Regions from separate parts of the Sus scrofa genome. Here regions 2, 3 and 4 are each linked to region 1. The links are chromatin contacts, called in public HiChIP or PLAC-seq maps. All regions are on one chromosome and are shown on one strand. Each heading gives the region's core, a stretch centred on a gene start, on an enhancer-like site or on the middle of the called end of the contact. The rest is flanking DNA. Distances are from core to core; before and after follow the strand shown. Region 1 holds the start of CTSK (cathepsin K). Region 2 holds the start of RPRD2 (regulation of nuclear pre-mRNA domain-containing protein 2). Region 3 holds the start of PRPF3 (pre-mRNA processing factor 3). Region 4 holds the start of C4H1orf54.

Evidence for each region. HiChIP or PLAC-seq counts read pairs in DNA pulled down with a chosen protein or histone mark.
Region 2: an H3K27ac HiChIP or PLAC-seq map of skeletal muscle shows a contact between it and region 1, with 4 times the contacts expected there. The contact joins the promoter of RPRD2 here to the promoter of CTSK in region 1. A contact is called at or near these places in 2 of 2 datasets of contacts at active chromatin or transcription factors (alveolar macrophages and skeletal muscle).
Region 3: a contact with region 1 is called in an H3K27ac HiChIP or PLAC-seq map of alveolar macrophages. The contact joins the promoter of PRPF3 here to the promoter of CTSK in region 1. A contact is called at or near these places in 1 of 5 promoter capture datasets (fetal skeletal muscle) and 1 of 2 datasets of contacts at active chromatin or transcription factors (alveolar macrophages).
Region 4: an H3K27ac HiChIP or PLAC-seq map of alveolar macrophages shows a contact between it and region 1. The contact joins the promoter of C4H1orf54 here to the promoter of CTSK in region 1. A contact is called at or near these places in 1 of 5 promoter capture datasets (fetal skeletal muscle) and 1 of 2 datasets of contacts at active chromatin or transcription factors (alveolar macrophages).

The regions. Positions count from the first base shown.
Region 1 is chr4:98,391,661-98,394,749 of Sscrofa11.1, reverse strand. CTSK (cathepsin K) reads right to left here and starts at 1,724. Exons shown (of 7, transcript NM_214302.1): 1 at 1,601-1,724; 2 at 863-985; 3 at 622-777. The coding sequence starts at 1,723.
Region 2 is chr4:98,733,201-98,736,240 of Sscrofa11.1, reverse strand. It overlaps RPRD2 (regulation of nuclear pre-mRNA domain-containing protein 2), which reads left to right and starts at 1,635. Exons shown (of 11, transcript XM_013988087.2): 1 at 1,635-3,040. The coding sequence starts at 2,974.
Region 3 is chr4:98,770,216-98,773,025 of Sscrofa11.1, reverse strand. It overlaps PRPF3 (pre-mRNA processing factor 3), which reads left to right and starts at 1,395. Exons shown (of 16, transcript NM_001135965.1): 1 at 1,395-1,421. LOC110260326 (a long non-coding RNA gene) reads right to left here and starts at 1,253. Exons shown (of 2, transcript XR_002343444.1): 1 at 1,021-1,253; 2 at 232-483.
Region 4 is chr4:98,813,091-98,815,966 of Sscrofa11.1, reverse strand. C4H1orf54 reads left to right here and starts at 1,340. Exons shown (of 6, transcript XM_001924595.5): 1 at 1,340-1,482. The coding sequence starts at 1,374.

The sequences.
Region 1 (3,089 bases), core at 475-2,974:
AATAAATGCTAAATCAGCGGTTCATCTGGTTGATGTAATCAGCATAGTTAAGGTTGTGGGAAAACTGACATTCTCACGCTGGTAAGAATGTAAGATTGTAAAAACTTTTTTGGGATGATTCCCTCTGACCTATTGATTCCAATTTTAGGATTTATTTTGCATAAATATTTGTATATATGTACAAAATATATGCACACAGGTGCTTACAGCAATACCACTTATAAAAATAGACAAACCAGAAATAACTTAAATGTACAAAAATAGGTGATGAGGTGTTCCTGCTGTGGAGCAACAGGATCTGTGGCATCTTGGGAACCCTGGGATGCAGGTTCAATCCCAGGCCAGGCACAGTAGGTTAAGGATCTGGCATTGCTGCAGCTGCGGCTCAGGTCAGGTCTGATCTCTGGCCAGGGACCTCCACATGTCACAGGACAGCCAAAAAAAAAAAAAATGCTGATGAGTTAAATAACAGAATAGGCTTTATTTATTCTCTTAGCAGGGGAAGAGGTAAATTAATTCTTTGCCCTCTCTCCTGGTGTCCTCCTACCTTAAGATAAAGAAACAGAAAAAGGAAGCAGTCATGCCAGCTTATATACTCACACCCAAGAAAAAAGAGGGTACCTGGTTTTTGACAGGAGTAACATATCCTTTCTTCCGATAATCAATAGAGTCTGGGGTTCTGCCTTCCCAGTCTGGGATATAAAGGGTGTCATTACTGCGGGAATGAGAGGGGGGTACTTTGAGTCCAGTCATCTTCTGAACCACTTCTTCACTGGTCTGGTACAAAGAAGAAAGAAGCCAGGCATAAGAAAGGAACCAAGGCAAACAGGGCAGATAGACCAGGAGCTGAGGCTCAACTCACCATATCGCCCAAGTGGTTCATGGCCAGTTCATACGTATGAACCCCAAGAGAGGCCTCAAGATTATGGATGGAAATATGCTTCAGGTTTTTTTCCCAAATTAAACGCCGAGAGATTTCATCCACCTACACAGAGCATTGTCAGTATTGGCATAGACTGTATCCTGTGTAGAAAGTTACATACCTAATACCATGCAGGTTTTTAGGAGAAGAGATTAAATTTAAAATCACAGAAGTTTACAATCTAGTTGGGGAAATAATCATGGGATTGAGAGCATACAAAGAGAAATACGTAAACAAATGCAAATAATAGGATACAAACCTCTAGAGAGATGTATAGAAAAAAAAAAAAACTGCTTACGGATTAATCGCATTAATCTGAGAAGCCTTCCCGAAAGAGAAATATAAGGCAGTTATAAAGAAAAGGAAGGGTAAGACTTGATGGAGGGTGAATAGAGGATTAGGAATGGAAAGTATATGTTAAGGAGTTCCCTGGTGGCCTAGTGGTTAAGGATCCAGCATTGTCACTGCCATGATACAGTTTCAATCCCTGGCCCACAGGACTTCCACATGCCACAGGTGTGGCCAAAAAGAGAAAAGTGTATGTTAATAGTCAGGGAACAGGGGCAGATTTGCTTGAGGTAATTAAGGTATTGGGTTGAGGAAGGGAGTCTGGAACCTAGGATTGGAGGTCTCAGGTTCCAGCCCTCCCACCATGTTCCCCTCCAGGTTCCCAGGCACCTTGCTGTTATACTGCTTCCTGTAGGTCTTCTTCCATAGCTCCCACTGGGTATCCAGTATCTCCTCAGGGTATAGAGCAGAGCTCATCACAGGCAGCAGTAGTACAACCTTGAGCCCCCACATCCTGGGGGAAGGAGATAATTAGGGGAGACACTTCTATTTGCCAAGGGGTTCCTAACCTGGCTTGGGAATGAGGAAATAGCTGGAACCATATTCTCAGACCAGTAATTCTTAATCTTTAGGTCACAGACTTCCATGAGAAGCTAACAAAAATTTGCAACCCACTGTAGTCCCTCTCACCAGAAAAATGAATGCACACACAATAATTCTGGGGAGTTTATGAACCCAAAGTTAAAAACCCCTTTCTCTGAAACATGAGGCAGAAGAAAACTAGGCTTTGTAAGGAAAGCAGAAAAATTGAGGGTGATTTCCATATGATAAAACAAACAGTGATAGGAAGGGTCTGGGTTTGGATGGAGTGCTGATACCTCTGGTTCCAAGTACTTTGACCTAGGAAGATTCCACACACACACACTTGCACAGACAACCAGAAAAGGTTTAGAAAATGGACAATCAGGATGAGCACAAAAACTGCTCCAATGTCCATGCAGACTTGAAGGAGATGGAAAAAACAAATGCAGGATGGGATGAATGGGTTGGAGAATATACACAAAGGAGAGATTTCCAGCTAAGTTTTTGCTTCCTGATCATTTCTAGGCATTCTTTTGTTCTTTGCCTAAATTCTGATGCTTCTGATCTTACCAGGAGAGGACAAGGGAAATTTTGACAGCATTTCCTTTTCTCTCTCAGGTGTATTCTGTCTTCTTAGGTATTTCTTCCTCCTTTCTCTTCAGGAAACTGTCCTAATCTCAACCAGCTGCTGTGGGCAGGAAAGCTTTTCTTTCTTTTTCGACCAAAACCCCTACAAAACCCTCTGCATCTGCCTCACAGGACAAAAAACCTCAGAACCAAAGTTTGCTAGAAGAACGTTAGACAGAAAAGGAATGTTCTATGATCATTAGAGACACAGCTTTTCAGAAGTTTAGCTTCATTCACTTCTTGTGGTGGCTTGTAATTATGTGTCCTCCATTTTAAGCGCAAGTTAGTCTGTAGCAAGTCACACAGCTTGCATAATTTTCAAATTACGTCCATTTTTGTGCGATCTTTGCAAACTGACAAAATGTCCAGCACAACATTTAGTATCTGGAGTATTAAGGGGCACTGAAATGTCTTGAAGAGTAGGAAGTACTGAGCTACCACCTCCCAAACCTCTCTTCCTGTTAGTAAATTAACCCTTTGATATCTTTGGCCCAAACAAAAACCCCAAGAGGCCACTCTTTGAGGGTTGGGCAAAGGATCCTCTATATTTTTTGCTTTCACTAGCAACCACATATACGTATTTACAAATCATAAAAGGAGTCCTAAAGATTTCCAGACAGATTTTATTTGTCCAGGAAATGACCTAAGAAGGGCATTAGTTTTCATCCAC
Region 2 (3,040 bases), core at 386-2,885, 340 kb before region 1:
CAGGGATCAGACCTGTAGCCTCACAAATACTAGTCAGGTTCCTTACCACTGACCAACAACAGGAACTTCCAAAGTCTATTTTCTTTTTTTGTCTTTTTGCCTTTTTTCTAGGGCCGCTTCCTGCAGTACATGGAGGTTCCTAGGCTAGGGGTCCAATCGGAGCTGTAGTTACCCGCCTACACCAGAGCCACAGCAACAAGGGATCCAAGCCTCGACTGGGACCTACACCACAGCTCATGGCAATGCTGGATCCTTAACCCACTGTGCAAGGCCAGGGACCGAACCCTCAGCCTCACGGCTCCTAGTCAGATTCGTTAACCACTGTGCCAGGACGGGAACTCTCCAAAGTCTACTTCCTTTTTTTTTTATTTTCAGGGCCACACCCGAGGCATATGGAGGTTCCCAGGCTGGGGGTCTAATAAGAGCTACAGTTGCTGGCCTACACCACAGCCACAGCAACACCAGATCCGAGCCACGTCTGCCACATACACCACAGCTCATGGCAAAGCCAGATTCTTTTATTTTTATTTATTTTATTTTATCTTTTTGTCATTTCTTGGGCCGCTTCCGCAGCATATGGAGGTTCCCAGGCTAGGGGTCTAATCGTAGCTGTAGCAGTGGCTACAGCAACGCGGGATCTGAGCCAAGTCTGTAGCCTACACCACAGCTCATGGCATCGCCGGATCCTTAACCCACTGAGCAAGGCCAGGGATCGAACCCACAACCTCATGGTTCCTAGTCGGATTCACTAACCATTGAGCCACGATGGGAACTCCCAAAGCCAGATTCTTAACCCACTAAGCCAGGCCAGGGAAGGAACACAACAACCTCGTGGTTCCTAGTCAGATTCATTTCTGCTGCTCCGGGGAACTCCCCAAAATCTATTTTCCACACAACAACCAACATGATCTTTTAAAAAGAATGCGATGTAACTTTTCTTCTTAAAAACACTCTGCTTAAAATTGCTCCCCAACTCAACGTTAAAAGCCAAAGTCCTTCCAGTGGCCTTCCAGGGTCTATGTGAACTCTTTTCCTTCATCTCTGAGATCTCATATTCTACCACTTGACGCCTCTCTTACTCTTCTCTAGCCACAGTGGCCTCCTTGTTTTCCCTCTAAGGTATCAAAACATTCCTGTATTAGGTCCTTTACACTTGCTGTTCTGTCTGCCACCATGTTTTCTTCCCCCTTTCCCATATTTGCTTGGTTGCCTTGTTCTCAACATTCACATCAAGTATCACTTACTACCAGAAGCCATCCTTGATCACCAAACTCTCACTCCCATTCTCTTACAGTGTTATATGTGCAGTGCCCTTCCTCTCCCTTACCCTGCTTCATGCTTCTTGAGAGAAATTATTACTTCCTGATATATGTATTTTTTATGGTCTCCTGCCACTAAGCCCTGGAGGGAAGGGACTTTGTCATTTTGCTGTATTCCCCCACGTCTAAAACTGTACTTGACATAAGACGTTCGACAACTTTTTGTTGAATTAACAAATACTAGATTTGAGCTTGACAAAACAGGTTCCTCGCCTCAAGAAACCTGAGTCTACTAGGGAGAGTGAAAGAGTTAAAATACAATAATTACACGTGTTTAGTGGAACACAGGAGCCTCCAAATCTGTCCAGATGATTTACATAGGAAAATGGGATGGCATGGTTAATCTAGGTTGTGCTAATCAATACAATAGATATCTAAGTCTTTTGGAAACTATGTTTCATGCAGTTATGAAACTGTACCATAATTGGTGAAGGTGCGATTACTTCGCCTTTTATTCTTTTCTCGTCTCAAATTCTACAGGGAAATTTTCCGTTTCACTTCATTTACTTCCTTTCCCTATAATCCAACGTCAAGTGGCTGTAAATGGTATTGTCCAAGGAGAGTGTAAAATATTGCTCGGTCTGGGAGTCTGCGTAGTGAATGGCGCAAGGGAGCTGGCGCATGCGCATCGTCTGAGACACGGCAAAATGGCTGCCAGGTACTTTGTCGCGTTCCATGCCCCAAGGAGTTGCCAGCAGCGGCGGCGGCGGTAGCTGCAGGTGCCAGAACGTAACAGTGGCTGCTAAGCGGTGGGAGTTTCTCGGCCCTGTTGTGTGAGCTGGACTGCTCCGAGAGAGACCTCGCTAGGAAGCAAAACGCCGGGTGGAGCGGTGAAGCCCCTCCCCCAACCTCTCCTTAGTTTGACCAACTCCCTCACCCTCCCCTCCAGGTTTCTCCTCCCAACCCGCTACACGCTGGCTTATTGCGCAGGCGCACAAATAATCGGAGTGTCTCCTTAGCCCTTGGGGCTTGTGGGCTTCTGCGCGCGCTTCTCGTTCCTCTCCCTTGATTGGCCAGGTTGCCCCGCCATCACGCCTCCCTCCGCTTTCTAGGTTGAGAAGGAAGCGGGGGGGCGGAGCCAAGCAGCGCGTGCGCGATACTGTTGCTGTCCCTTTGCTGCTATTGCGTTGCAAAAAAAATCCTGACTAGGTAGCCTTGGGCCTTTCCTGTGTTAGAGGACCTAAAGGGGAGAGAGATTTCTGCAGCTGAAGGGGCAGTCGGGTAGTATTAACTGTAAGATATTAACGCCCGTTCTTAGAGGAGTGTGGGGAAGGGGCTTAAGCATTGAGAGCCGAAGAGTATAAAACCATTAATTTCTGGGCCAGGCGTTTAGAAAAGGCTTTGCAGGACGTGTTTTCTGCGTTTCTTCCGAGATTACTGACTGGTTTAAACACAATCCTTTGAACAATTTTGATAAACCTTCGAAACCCGCAGCCCCTCCTTGCAACGTGTAGGAGCCACCAGCGTGCCCAGCAGCTGGTCCTCCCGTCCTACCTCCAGAAGAGCCTAGCGCGTGCACCATCTCCACCCCCTGGCCTCCCTCCCCACCTGCGGCTTTCACGCACTCGCAGTGATTGTTTTGCCGGCTCCCGCCGCCGCCGCCGCCGCCGCCGCGGCCGCCAGAGGAGCAGCAGCGCTTGTGCAAACTGGGAAGATGGCGGCCGGCGGCGGCGGAGGCAGCAGTAAGGCCTCCTCCTCGTCGGCCTCTTCAGCAGGGGCTC
Region 3 (2,810 bases), core at 146-2,645, 380 kb before region 1:
ATGGAGTTCCTGGGCCAACTGCAGCCTAACACCAGGTCCTTAACCCACTGTGCCAGGCCAGGGATCAAACTTGCATCCCAACACTGCAGAGATGCTGTGATCCTGTTGGGCCACAGTGGGAACTTCATGAGTTTAGCTTTATATAAGTTCTTTACTGAGGGAGACACAGGTTTAAGAAGCACTTGAATCGTGTTCTGCTGGACTACAAAATTGGGGAGGCTTACAAGCTTACAGGTAGTTAAATAAGTTGTTTATTAAAAATTATAATTGGAGGAATTATAATTGGGGTTAAGAACTAGTATCCACGAGGATGTGGGTTTGATCCCACATCAAACTGGCCTTGCTCAGTGGGTTAAGGATCCAGTGTTGCAGCAAGCTGCAGTGTAGAACACAGGTGCGGCTCAGATCCAGTGTGGCTGTGGCTGTGGCACAGACCAGCAGGTGCAGCTCCGATTCAACCTCTAGACCAGCAACTTCTGTATTCTGCAAGTTAGGCCGTAAAAAGGAAGAAAAAAAAAGAAAAGAATTATAATTGGAGCTGGCAAGAAGTAAAGGTGCTTGTTAGGTAAGGATTAGTTGAGGACCAAAATGGTTGATTAGGAATTCCTGTCCTGGCTCAGCGAGTAAAGAACCCCACTAGTATCCATGAGAACACAGGTTCCATCCCTGGCCTTGCCCAGTGGATTAAGGAGCCAGTGTTGCCCTGAGCTGTGGTGTAGGTCACAGTCCTAGCTCTGATTCTGCGTGGCTGTGGCATAGGCCAGAAGCTGCAGCTCTGATTCAACCCCTAACCCGAATTTATATATGCTGCAGGTGGGGCCTAAAAAGTACTAGACTGCCAGCAATTATTTGTTTTGCGAATGAATGGAAGAAAGAAACAAAGGTGTGTGAGAGGGTACTATCTTCAGACTCCTCCCACACTAGTCGGTTTTCTGGGTCTCTTGGCACCACTGTTAAGGACAAAGGCTAAGGAGAGAGTGGTTAATACTAACGATCACTACTCTGAAGTTTACTTCCTACCAGAAAGTCCAGGTTTAGCCCAAACGCAGAAGCTCTGCTTTTAGTTCTAGCCATAGCCTTAGCGCACTTATTCTCCACGGGAATACTACAAGCAGCTCAATTTATGCTTCAGGTAACATTAATTTTGCGCTAATGTAGTTAACAGGTTTAGCACGGGGAACCGAAGGAGCCAAGTAGCTTGCCGGGGGAAATCGTTACGGCTCCGCCACGCATGCGCTCCGCCGCGGAAAAGTAGCTACTACGGCTGCGCGAACCGGGGCCCCGCCCTCTTTCGTCACAAGTTGTGGGACCGTGGCGAGGCAGCAGCCGTGGCGGTAGCGACGGCAGGCCGTAGGGCGGTCGGAGGGTTTCCGGTTCCGGTGTAACGTTCGGGCTCCGTCTCAGGGGCTGAAGTTTGTGAGGTGAGTAGTGGCCCCGGGCCCAGAGAGGGTATGCTCGGGTCCTAGCGGCTGGGGCTAAGTTTCAGTCCAAAGGGAGGACCGAGGCGGGAGGTTCAACAGAAAGGAGGCTGAGGAAAGAACCAGGTTCTGTGCGAGAACGGGTTGGAATGAGATTGTTGAGAGGAAAAGGGCGGGGGCGGGAAAGGGACAGGGTGAGGAGACTACCTCTGAGATGAGTTTGGGTAGAACAAGGTGGGGAAAGGGTCCGGTCAGAGAGATGGAGAGAGCAAAAAGCAAAGGATAGGGTTTAAGGGAGGAAATTCGACTTGTAGCAAAGAAGAGCACGAAGTAAGGAATTCCTTCAGAAGATTAGATTCTGCTACCTGCTCATTGAGATCATTCTGCCTTCCTCTCTCTCCCTCCACACCGTAACCACCCCCACCCCGCCCCACGCAGTTATTGTTGAACGTCTGATTAATGACAAAGCTAGTTACTATTTGGAAGTTTGATTTTTGCCCACTGACTGTTTAGTCTGCACGTTATATTATGGAGGGAATGGGTTGAAATTGAGTACATAAGTATAGTGCTTGGGCATACGGTTCGTTTATAGAGTGGTACCCCGTTTATTGCTTTGGATTTTCAAACGGCTTAAACTTTCTAATCTATGATTCAGTTCTAGTGGAATATAAGCCCTCTAAGGTGAGGATTCTTGTCTCTTTTGTTCACTGTTGTATGTATCCTTGGCAGTATCCCACTACATTAACACTTAGTTGTTGTGCAGTAAATACTTACTGAATGAATTAAGTGCCAGATAGCTATGGCAGTTGTCCTCCTTTTGTAAGATGAATGAACTGAGGCTCAGAGGAATTGCTTGACAGAAGGTTAGTAAATGGAAGAGCTCTTTCTTCACTCCCTATGTTGTCTGAATACCCTTCTTTTGAGCATTGAACAGTTAGCATGTTGAAATTGATAAGCTATAGTGCTGTCTCATGATGGGTAAATAGAGCCATCATAGATTTATTATATAACATGTCAGTAAGACACAAAATCTTTTACTCCTAGTTTCATGACTTCACTAGCTTCATATGGTTATACCAAAATTAAATACACTGTTTAGCAACAGGTCTTATAGAGGATAAACCTACCAAGAATGCAGAAGTTAATTAGACTGTACCGGAGTTCTTGTCGTGGCTCAGTGGTTAACGAATCCGACTAGGAACCATGAGGTTGTGGGTTCGATCCCTGGCCTTGCTCAGTGGGTTGAGGATCCGGCGTTGCCGTGAGCTGTGGTGTAGGTCGCAGACTCGGCTCGGATCCCACGTTGCTGTGGCTCTAGCGTAGGCCGGCGGGTACAGCTCCGATTAGATCCCTAGCCTGGGAACCTCCATATGCCGTGGGAGCGGCCCAAGG
Region 4 (2,876 bases), core at 91-2,590, 420 kb before region 1:
TCTGAGACTAAGCCTGATGCTGTGCCTAAGCACATATGTTACTAAATGTTCCTAAAGTGAATTGAATCAAAATGGGGAATACAAAAGCAGAGAGACATAAAATGAACTCACCCTGTGGGTTGGATTGAAGGGAACACACCAAGTGACAAAGTGGGAGAAAGGGTATGGCATATAGAACAGGGAAAGAGACTACCTGCTTCCCCCCTTCTCCCATCCTGTGTGCAGAAAGTTGAGAAAGAGGTGAGGTGAGGTCAGTCCTTAGCTGAGGGGAAGTAACTGGCCTTGACTGAAGGTTTTGTTTTTTTTTTTTTTTTTTCTTTTTTTCAGAAGCATTGCAGCAGGTGCTTTGAGAGTTAGACGATGGTGTTGATATTGCTCTCATACTTCATAGTCTAAAGCAGAGGAGAGAGAGAATTTTCTCTCTTTTTTAATTTTTTCTTAAAAAAATGCTCATCCTCTCCTCAGAATATTTTGACTGTGAAGAAATAGATTGTGATGAAGTCTCAGTGAGAAGGGCAGCTCTGGGTGATGACAGTTAGGGACAGTAAGAGCTAAGTTGAGCTTTTTGTGAGGACTGGGAGCAAGAAAGGAAAGGAGAGGAGTTGGGGGGGCGGGATTCCTTGATAGGCTGGGTTTTGGGGTTTGAGGTTTTTGTTTGTTTGTTTGTTTGTTTTGTTTTGTTTTGTTTTGCCATACTATACCTGCAGCATGCAGAAGTTCCTGGGCCAGGGAATCCCCACCATAGCAGCCACCCCAGCTGCTGCAGTGAAACACTTAACAAGGATCTTTAACCTACTGAGTCATAAGAGAATTCTGTTTGGGTTGGGGTTTTTTGGTTTGTTTGTTTGTTTTCTGGAAATGGCAGCAGGAGTCCTGAATGAATCTAGTCTATGTAGGGCTGGGGGAGCTCGATGAACACGTTTCCATCAAAATTCACTTTGCCTCTTGGGAGTTCCCTGTGTGGCTGAGTGGTTAACGAACCCGACTAGTATCCATGAGGACTTAGATTCCACCCCTGGTCTTGCTCAGTGGTTTAAGGATCCAGCATTGCCTTGAGCTGTGGTGTAAGTGGAAGACAGGCTAGGATCCCGAGTTGCTGTGGCTGTGGCGTAGGCTGGCAGCCACAGCTCCAATTTGACCCCTACCCTGGAAACCTCCATGTGAGGAGGGTGGGGCCCTAAAAAGACAAAACACAGAAAAAAATAATAATAATTCACTTTGCCTCTCTTGATCTGTGGAGCTCTGGCTCAGAACCCTGGCGGTAGTAACTGAAGTTCTAGTCAGTCAGCAAGTGGGCAGGGAATGCCCCAGCCCCCTGGGAGAAGAGTTGCTGCAGCTCCCTCCTTGCCTTGGGGGAGGGCCGGAGGCGGGGAATGTTTGGTGGGAAACGCTGTAACTTCCTTTTTTACTTGCAAGGCAATAGTGAAGAATCCAGAATGGATGTCCTCTTTGTAGCCATCCTTGCCGTGCCACTCATCCTGGGTAAGTTCACATCTCTCTCTGAGCTTTTGGGCCAGGTCTTCTACAATAAGCAGGATGGGAGAAAAGAAAATGAGGGGAGGGTGGGAGGTAAGAAGTTAATAAGGAGTGATTAACGTGCTCTCGAGTGTGTTAGATATTTGGGGCAGAGGGGGGAACTGGAAATTAGAGCCAGGCATGGGAGAGGAAAGCAGAGCCTTGTCAAAGAAGAGGCAGCTGATGGGGATGGAGCCCAGCCATGGGGAAGTCCTAATAAGAGTGAGCTCAACTCACCATCACCACGGAATTGAACGAGATGAGAAAGACCAAAGTGAGAGTGGAGAGAGGTAGACTCTTTGAAGGTGGGGCAGTCTGAAACTAGAGAGGGAAGCCAGGGTATCTTCTTTCACATCAAGTTGGAGGAAAAAAAAAAAAAATTCCTTGTATTAGTAAAGACACAGAAGGAGTGGCCTTAAGGATAACGAGTACTGGCTGCCTTCAGGGACGGGGTCCCCAAAGTAGCTTGGCTCCTTCCCTCTTTTGTTCCCCGTCTGCCAGGTGCTCTCATTGTTTGCCTTTCCTCCAGATTCCTGTGTCATTGCTTGGGGTAAGAGAGAGCTTTCAAGGAGCTTAGGGAAATGTTTAGCAGGAGGCCTAGAGTTCATGACCAAACCATACCAAAGATGCATATTTTTAGTCCTAGAAAGGAAAAGCTAATGCAGCCAGATCATTTAGTCCAGCTGACTCATTTTAAGAAAAGGGATGTTAGACGGCTTGTTCAGAGATATTCCAGAGTTAGAGGTAAAATTGGAACAAAAACCCGAGTTCAGAAACCAGAAAAAAACCCACAATAAAACCTAAATTTTGGGGACTTCCCTTTGTGGCTCAGCAGTTAACGATCCTGACAAGGATCCATGAGGATTTGGGTTCGATCTCTGGCCTCACTCAGTGGGTTAAGGATCCGGCGTTGCCATGAGCTGTGGTGTAGGCAGGCAGCTGTAGCTCCAATTCAGCCCCTAGCCTGGGAACTTCCATATGCTTCAGGTACGGCCCTAAAATGACAAAAGACAAATAAACAAAACACAAATTTCACCGTGGAGTTCTCTTGTGGCACAGTGGGGTTAAGGACCCGGCGTTGTCATTGCAGCCGTGTGCAATGACACTGCTGTGGTGTGGGTTTGATCCTTGTCCTGGGAACCTCCATATACTGCAGGCACAGCCAGAAAAAAACCACAGTAAAACATAAGCCTAAGGCTGTGTGTGTGTGTGTGTGTGTGTGTGTGTGTGTGTGTGTGTGAGAGAGAGAGAGAGAGAGAGAGAGAGAGAGAGAGAGGGAGAGGGAGAGGGAGAGGGAGAGGGGGGAGAGAGAGAGAATTAGTTGTGGAAGACACTGATAAGAGAAAGTCTTTCACAAATAT